2 separate regions of the Sus scrofa genome follow, and region 2 is linked to region 1. Evidence: chromatin contacts called from public HiChIP or PLAC-seq data. All regions are on one chromosome and are shown on one strand. The core of a region is the stretch at or near the end of the contact, and the rest is flanking DNA. Distances in the headings are between cores, read along the strand shown.

What was found. HiChIP or PLAC-seq counts read pairs in DNA pulled down with a chosen protein or histone mark.
Region 2: an H3K27ac HiChIP or PLAC-seq map of skeletal muscle shows a contact between it and region 1. The contact joins two enhancer-like sites. A contact is called at or near these places in 1 of 47 Hi-C or Micro-C datasets (epiblast stem cells) and 1 of 2 datasets of contacts at active chromatin or transcription factors (skeletal muscle).

What each region holds. Positions count from the first base shown.
Region 1 is chr5:58,337,179-58,341,676 of Sscrofa11.1, reverse strand. No RefSeq gene overlaps it. Among named protein-coding and RNA genes, the nearest start is that of GRIN2B, 140 kb to the left of the region's middle. Within about 2 kb of position 2,021, at least 1 of the 83 cell types and tissues checked has an H3K27ac peak or open chromatin away from gene starts, as enhancers often do. A contact at or near this core is called in skeletal muscle, where this site is marked.
Region 2 is chr5:58,582,789-58,587,505 of Sscrofa11.1, reverse strand. All of the region lies in intron 3 of GRIN2B (glutamate receptor ionotropic, NMDA 2B), which reads right to left. Among named protein-coding and RNA genes, the nearest start is that of GRIN2B, 110 kb to the right of the region's middle. Within about 2 kb of position 1,570, at least 2 of the 83 cell types and tissues checked have an H3K27ac peak or open chromatin away from gene starts, as enhancers often do. A contact at or near this core is called in skeletal muscle, where this site is marked.

The DNA.
Region 1 (4,498 bases), core at 772-3,271:
GTCAATATTTGACAAATAATAGTGGTGTTAGTATAATAATTATAATTACTATTAACAACATTATTATTCCTTTGCTGGTTTTATAACTTGCAATCAGGTCATAAGAAATTTTTGCAACTTAACAGTAATGAGAAATCTGCTGGGAGACCTAAAGCCCTAGAGGCAGGAGTCTTTGGCCAAGTTGTGGCTGTTTCAAATTATTTCAAAGTGGGAAGTAGGAAATAAAATGGAGGAAAATTCTGTTTCTATTTAGAGTCAGAGGTGCCCTTCCAAATGGGTCAGTGACAAGCTGGTCCTTCCTGCCACAAACACCACGTCTGCCTCATAGAGGGCTCAGTAACTTTTCCCAGTATCACAGATAAAGGGACTCATCTCTCATCCATCAGCCGAACAATTTTAACATTCCACAGATGTGCAGACTCAAAGACAAGTGGACCAAAAAAATCAAAGATTTTTAAGAAAAATTAAAAGTAAAAAGAGCAGCAATGAGTATTTTAGAGGTAGGATTAAGAATATCTTTTTATCTTCACCATTAATTATGAATAAATGCTGAGGACTATCTGGGTCTCTGTAACTTGCTTGGTTCTACCATTAATTGTCTTCACTGCCAGCCTGAAGCAGACTGAAGCAAACTCAGGCCAACCAAAGAAGGGAGAAGATGAGACAGAAACAGTCATGAGACCTGAACTGAGATTAAAAAGAGGTTACTAATCCCCAGCAAGGAGGGCTATGAGGTTAACAATATACATATATATATATATATATATATATATGTGTGTGTGTGTGTGTGTGTGTACACACACACACACAGAGAGAGAGAGAGAGAGAGAGAGAGAACTAATCTGAACTGGAAGCTACTATTGGGGAAATAATACAGAATAATGGCTAAGGGGAGTTCCCGGCGTGGCGCAGTGGTTAACGAATCCAACTAGGAACCATGAGGTTGCGGGTTCGGTCCCTGCCCTTGCTCAGTGGGTTAACGATCCGGCATTGCCGTGAACTGTGGTGTCGGTTGCAGATGCGTCTCGGATCTGGCGTTGCTGTGGCTCTGGCGTAGGCCAGCAGCTGCAGCTCCGATTAGACCCCTAGCCTGGGAACCTCCATATGCTGCAGCAGTGGCCCAAGAAATGGCAAAAAGACAAAAAAAAAAAAAAAGAAAAAAAAGAGAATAATGGCTAAGGGTCAGCAGGCCTATCACAGGCTGTGTGACCTTGAAGAAGCTGTATAATCTCTCTGAGTCTTAATTTCTTCATATACAATGATGAAAATATTATTAATTGCTATTGGGACTACTGTTAGTTCTAATACAATTTTGACAGGAATATTTAAGGATTGTAGATCCCACCCAGTCTCTTATACTGTCATGATTCTCATTCAAGCTGAAGAATATAACTCCCAATCACAGTGGTTGTAAATAAAATAAAGGGAGAGTAAACTTGCCAGTTGGAGAAAACACTCTTAGAGGTAATGAGTGTAATGAATCTGCCTTAAAGAGGCAGCTGCAGAGGAACAGAGATTAAACGTGATGACTTAGGGAAAGACCGTTAAACACAGTAAAGTCTGAGCTTTTCCTCTACCTGCCAGCTAACCAGGTAGTCCACCACAATTCTGTGGACAGAAGACGAAAGATTTCCAGATCAGAGACAAAGAACTTTATTACTCATGGCACAGTGGGCAACGTGAATGTCAGCAGATTGGCCTCAATCCCCCTTGCTGTCAAGTCCAACAGGAGTGACATGATGAGACCAAATGATATCTGCCCGCACAGTGGGTTGCTTTACAGGAGAGGAATCCATGGCCTAAAGCCCAGATCTTTTTGATCAAGCAGCAAACATTGCAGCAAGCAGAAAATCAACATATTTAAAATGAATTTAAAATAAAAGGAGCAGTAATGAGTATTTTGAAGTTAGTTAATCCCCTTACCCCTGGAGAACAAGTAGTTACAGGGTAGTCACACTGTGGTCGCTTAGACCTACTTAGTTGCCTATGTGGCTGGCTAGCTATAAAAACTGTCCAGTGTCAGGAGATGGATAAGCCTTGCAATCTGGCAACTCAGCAAGAATGTCTAGGAGAGTCAAGGCCCATGGCAGATTGCCTCTATCAACAGAGAACTCACACTTATTGAGGGCCTTCTAAGTCCCAGTAAGTCTGCTAGATGCTTTATTAAAATTTTTATAGGTATTTTTTTCATTTATGCAGAGTTGGAATGGTCTATCATCAAGATAAAAAGATAAGTCAGTCTTCAGAATATATAATAAAACATCAACTTGCCACCTCTCTAGTGTATATGAATATTATTTCAAATAACACAGGACACCTGGGGTTCATATTCCCTCTAATAACCTTGATTCTGAAGTGCCTTTTGTAAGTTTCTAACAAAAACCCAATGAAGATTGTTGATGCTCAAAAAAGACAGACTATGGCAACTTTGACTTTTTATTGCCCTTGTATTTCTTTCTGAATTTCTAAGCTATATCATGTCATCTCAACAGAAACTCATATATCTAGATACTGCTGTAGCTCTTTATAGAACAAACCATAATTTAATACCATGCCCCTCTTTTTATAAATCAAAAATCTTATAGATTGTACTAAATAAAGAGCATCTTATTTAGTTGAAGATATGCCTACAATCTTGATCAACATCCCCAAAGATTCACTATATATATAGTGAATCTTTATATATATATAATGAATATATATTTTATATATATAGTGAATATATATATTTTTAGAATATATATATAGAGAGAGTGAATATATATTTTTTAGAATATATATTTTTTAGAATTTATCTCCAGGAAGACATTTGTCTGATATCCTTATTCATAATAGCTATGAGAGAGATACAACTGAATGTGCTTCTCATTTTGCTTTGACTATGGGAAAACCTGAAACTAACTTCTGAACTTAAAAGCAGACATTTCTTAGAGTTCCCATGTGGCAGAACAGGTTAAGTATCTGGCATTGTCACTGCTGGGGCATGGGTTTGATCCCTGGCCTGGAAATTTCTGCATGCTGCAGGTGCACCTAAAAAAAAAAGTAGACATTTCTTCATTGCTTTGTCTTCATTCTTTTGCGTTTGGTTTTAAAGAATTATGATACATTGTCTCAACCCACTTTTTGAAAGTAGACAAAGTAATGAATGAATGACCAAAACTACTGAAGTTTGGGGTTTTTTAAAAATGTATTATTGTCAATATTTTGCCAAAGTACACATAAAGCTTTTTAGTTTAAGGCATAATCCTCAAATTAGTTTAAGACTTACAAAATGTAAATTGAGCTTCCAAGAGTTAGCATGCCTTATATTATGAATTTTCCTGACTGTGCTTTTATTGGGGCTTAATCAGAGACCATTGTAAGAAATTCTAATCTGGGTTCTAAGCGTTTGACATTATTAAACAGCTGAATGAAAGAGAACATAAGAATTGCAAAGTAGAAAATACATTTATTTTTAAATTGAATAACATTATAAATGCAATAATGGTGAAATGCTAAGAAGCATTAGACAGCTCCATCAGGTGCTGCTTCACAAGGCCTAAACAAAACTGGAGAGCAATTTCTGAGGCATAAGGATTTGGTATCTGTACCAGGGCAATTTCTTATTGTCAGTGACAATAGGTTGGTCATGGGTCGGTCAGTCACCCACAGACACTCTCATCACCTAGACAAGGCATAGAATGTGCCTGGAACTACTGAGGTGGGCCATGAAGCTACCCCCCCTGGTACCAACATTCAGCCCAGCACTTCTCACCTAGACTCCACCTTGCACTAAGATCTTCCTGAACACCAGAGGGATGAACTATTATGAGTTTGCTCAGCCAGACTACACCCAAATCCTCAAAGGACATACAACCTCTTCCTGGGACCCTAGATCTGTGGGTAGCCTGAATGAGGATGAAGACTCAGCTGTTAGTAAAGGGCAGCAAATACACCTTCTTGCTATAAAAGGAGGGCAGTCAATACCCCATGCTTTTTCCTGGCACCACCTGAATCTTTAACTCCACCTAAGAATTTAAAAGAAGAGGAGGAAGTTAAATTCTCAAAAGTAAGTTTAATTAACTTTAATGATTTTAACTTCTAATTTTGAAAGTAAATATTTGCCATCCAGTAAATGGTTTACATTGTATGGCAACTCAGAAAAACAACTCTGCAGTCCTTAACTCTGGAGCAGTAATTCTGGAATGGTTGAGAAAGGGCCATCCCTGGCAGAGAGGGAGGCTGCCCGCACAGCACCCTCTGCTGAGCAAAGGTGCCCACACAGCCTGCCTCATGCTGCTGGAGCTGCACACACAGTAGAGTGATCTTCCAGGCTGCTTTGGGCAGGAGTTCAAGAAATATACATGAGAAAAAGAGAAGACCAGGAGGCCAGAGCAAGCATCAGGGCACAAAGGACCCTCTTCCGTTTCCTCCCTCTTTGCCAAAGCTGCTGCTCACAGTGCAGAATGAGTGAGGGAGGCAGGTTATATTTGCTCTTCTCACCTCCCCTTTCATCATC
Region 2 (4,717 bases), core at 321-2,820, 250 kb before region 1:
GGGGGGGGAAAAAATCAACCAAGAACAAGCAAAATATGCAACTTAATATGACACTTTAAGGGAAAAACAGGTTCTCAGTCTTCTGATTTCTATACTGATGACACAAAATTATGTTTGTAAATATAACAAAGAATTTTTAAAATACTATAGATGTGAGCAGAAATTTCACAAAAGAGAAATGATACATGATTAGCAAACATACGAAATTATTCAATATCACTGGTAATTATAGAAATAAAAATTAACCAGCAGTGGAGTATAATTTTTACCCACCAAATCATAAAGATTTTTTAGTTCATTTTAAGAGGGGAGTAGCCAATGATATGGTAGAAAAAGGCACTCTTACATATTGCCATAGGGAGTATAAACTGATTACAAAAAAATTGGAAAAGCCATTTGGCATTATGGATCAAGAGCCTTAAACATGTTCATACCTTTGACCCTGTAATTCAATTTCTGGGCGTCTATCTGAAGAAATAATGTAAAATAGAGACAGAAAAGCTTCATACACCAAAATGTTCACTGAAACATCATTTATAACAGTGAAAAATTCAAAGTAATTAAATGGCTGACAGTAAGAAGGTGGTTAAGTAAATTATGCTATAGCTATGTGACAAAATGCTAAACACCCTAAAAAATTATGTTTACCAAGAATTTTAAATATCACAGAAAACTCCCTATGGGCTGTAATGTTAAATAACAAACAAGCACACACACAAAAACAGTATGACTCCATCTATATAAAAATGCTGTTAGGAAATATACCCAAATGTCAACAGCAATTACCTTGTTGGAATTTAAGTGATTTTTTTTCTTCTTTCTGCCAACTTTTCCATTTTTTCCAAATACTCCACAATGAGTATATATTACATTCATAACCAGAAAAAAAATTATTAAAATTATACATTACATACATTTCAAGTATTTATACCAGCCATTTAATTAAAAAAAAAAGATAAAGACAGAGAAAAGGATAAAACTAAAAGAAGGCAGAGAAACAGATTAATGGAGGCTCTTTCTGTCCTCTTTTAGGTACTGCCACTAAATTTTTTAAGGCAAAAAAAAAAATTGTGTTCATAATTGCAAGCAGATGAAATACTGTGTTCACAATTGCAAGCAGTTGAAATATTTACCCCATTAGCTAAATAAAATTGTTAAGTGCATAAATCTGTCTAGGGTCACATATTTCCTACTTCTGACTTAAATGCATCACATAATGAATCATTTTGGAAAGAATCATTTCTGTTAAGTGAGAGCCATGATCTAATTCTGAGTTTTCAAGTTTATTTAAAGGGCTGCACCCGCTTCTGTGTACCTATAAAGGTATGTGTACATTGTGTAAATATTGTGAACGTACTGACAACATGTAGATATGTACGGAAGAGTATAAGAGCAACTAAGAGTTGGATGGGATGATTTTCTTCAACCCGCTCCCTTACCAGATGAAGAAACTAAAGCCCAGAGAACTCATGAGGCTAAAAAATTTGCTCAGGGTCACGTGGCCTGCAAGTAGCAAAGCCAGAGTGGCTGATCTACCACTATGGAAGTTTTCCAGTTATCTGTATTGCCAAGTTTATACCCCAGGGCTGTGACTGAACGAAACTGGAGAGCTGGAATAAAGTTGCAGTAACACCCGACTCTAAACCTACCCAGAAAATGAGCACTCTCCCTCTAACCATTTTGTTTGATGGGACTTCAAAAGCTATAGGGAGTGTGTGGCTGAGTGCTTTGATCTATGCATAACGGTCCTGAGTGGTCGCTAATCACTCAATTAGCAGAATAAACTGAAAGCGGAGGCTAAAGCAGCATTTGTTTTATGGGTATTGTAAGATCAAAACAGCTCTTTCCAAAATTTGAAAGGCCAAGAATTTGAGAAGTTCTTGAGGAATGACAGAAAAGTAGGTTAATAATGTAAACTGAAATCTGCAGATAATAAATATTTCACTGCTCTTGTACAACATGAGGCTAGCTATTGCTGCCTTGTGATTCATGGTGGCTGCGATTAGCATATGTAAAGTATTATTTCAAGGTGACTTATTAAGCTTGAATAAGTCAAGCTTATTCAAGAAGGCTTCAGAAAAAGGGCTTCAGAAAACATTTTTGAATGTGGATCTTTAGATCTTTTCATGCTGTGTCAGTTCTTCCAACTTTGGGGGTCTAAGAAAGTGTCTTTTGGCTTAAAAGTCCTTGTGCATATTAATCAGGATATTCTTATACGTAGCAGAGGTTGACTATATCAGGACTTAAACAACTTTGGCAGAACACATAAACTCCCTTTGTATCTAGTGAGCTTTCATCAAACTTATGTGTGCATGTTATAGTTGGTGTATATACCTAATATTTCATCTATGCTGTTTAGGCAAATTTCATTTACCTAAAGTTTCAACCCACTATTGATAATACAGTTGAAAATAACACATGTAAACAGAGGATCAAAGTGCGATTTCAGAGGAGAGGTGAAGTGTAAGAAAAGGTAATACCAACGTGGAGGCTCCTTTAACTGGCTATAAAGTCAGAGCTGAGAACAGCAGGATTGCGCCAAGGGAAATGAGTAATAGCGAGAAGACTGGGACAGGAGTGCAGAGCTGACGAAGCTAAGGTTCAGGATGAGCTTGGCTAGGACGAGCCCACGGAGGTCTGTAATTACAGATCAGGGCAGACATTTGGAATGGCATCAAGAAGGGGATAGGGTGTCCAGTGTAAAGACCAAAATGACGGTGTAAGTCCTTTAAAAGGTCTGCAGCATCACCACTGGCCAGGTAGGGCATGCAAAGAATCCAAAGTTATGAAAATGCGGAGGATTTAAGAAAGTGACCATTAAGGCCACAGTGGTGTTTGTGAAATTGGAAACACGTATCTAAAATGAATGTAATGCACAACTACATGGCAGCAATGTCCCAAAGTCATACTAGAAAAGCCATTTATCTCACTGTTTTATCATACTCACCTGGTGATCTCATGACTCTATGGACAAGTGAAGTCCTTGAGAGAGAAAAGTCCAGAACATAAAACGTCTTTGAGGGAGGTCCTTAGAAATCCATATATAAAGAGTATTATCACGTTATGGGCAAGTTAAGTTTTATCAGCATATTGGACTCTCTAGCAGGGACTACAGACAGAGCTGGCCTAGCTTGGACATAACACTAGCTGAGTAAGCTTTCTGAGGCAAGTTTTCTCATCTGTAAAAATAACAATATTGAGATAAGAATACCCACCTTGAAGAATGCTTATGAGAATTAAATGAGATCATGTACGTAAAGTGCCTAGAAAGAAGCCTGGCACATCTGCCCCCATAACAGATACTACTGATGAAAATAATTATGCTAATGAGGTATGATAATATTGTTACTTACTTAAAATATAACAAACATTTAAATTTCTCCTTCCCTTGCTCTTTTCAATTGCCCTAAAAAGAAGCATCATTCCACTGTTTCCTGTCCTGCCTACAACTCTCTGAGAAAAGCACAAGAAATAGGGAAAAGCTGATGTGTGAGGAAAGTTTCTCACTGACTGAGCTTATTTCCTCAGAGCCTCTCACATAAGTCAGCCAGTCAGCCAAACTCAAACTTCTCTCATGCAGGGAAATCATGGCCCAGACCAGCTAGAGCCTTGCTGCAGAAACGATCCCAATCACCCCACCAGCTTCTCTGTCAACATGTTCTAAATAAAAGACCTTTGACCCCCAGCCCAACAGCCTTGCTAAAGCCAAAAGTTGCATATGAGCAGGCACAGAGAAACCCCCTGTGTAACGCAGAGTACATATGATGACCAGACAAGAGACATCTAAATCTTTAAGATGTGACAAGAATACAAATTAAAATATTAACCTCCTCACCTATCATTTCCCAAGAAAGGTTTCCTGAACTCCTGCATTCTAACTCTGTTTTCGGTCTGTGGGATGCACAGGCTCACTCACTGGAGTCAGGAGCTCTTAGGCCTTCAAAAGTAACTGTCCAGAAGATCTCATGCAAGACACTTATCTCTCTGGGCCTGGATTCTCCCTCTAGAAAATAAGACTGTTGTATTTGGTAACCCTAACAGTCCATTTCAGAGATATATAGGCAGATAGGTAGATTCATTTGACTCTTAAACAATACAGAGGTTATGGGTGGCAACCCCTGCAGAGTTGAAAATCCCTGTAAAGCTTTATAGTTTTTCCTAAATATCCATGGTTCTGCACCCCCGAGTTAAACCAACTGCTGGTTGTGTAGTACTGTAGTACATATTTCTTGAAAAAAAAAAAAACTGCATAAAAGAGGACCTGGCACAGTTCAAATCCATGTTATTCAAGGGTCTTTATTTAGATAGATGATCAACAGATGATAGATATGTAAGGAGAGTATGTTTTTACTAGGAAAATAAAAATAATTAAGTATGGTTTAAATATTTAGTTCTACTGTATAATTATGTCTTGGGCTCAGATTATTTTAATAACTTGGTCCTTATTGAGAAAAAAATCACAACACAGAAAAACTTACAGATTGGAATAAAAGAAGTTAAGGGGGAAACTGATTATGATAAACACTTACTTTAAATAGGAAGAAAAATCTCCAATCAACAACCTAACTTGACACTTCAAGGAATTAGAAAAAAAAAAATCAAACTAAACCCAAAGTTAGCAGATAAAAATTAGAAATAAATATAATAGAGAATAGAAAAATAGAAAAAAAAATCAGTGAAGTTAAGAGTTGGTTTTTTGGAAAGATCAATAAAATTG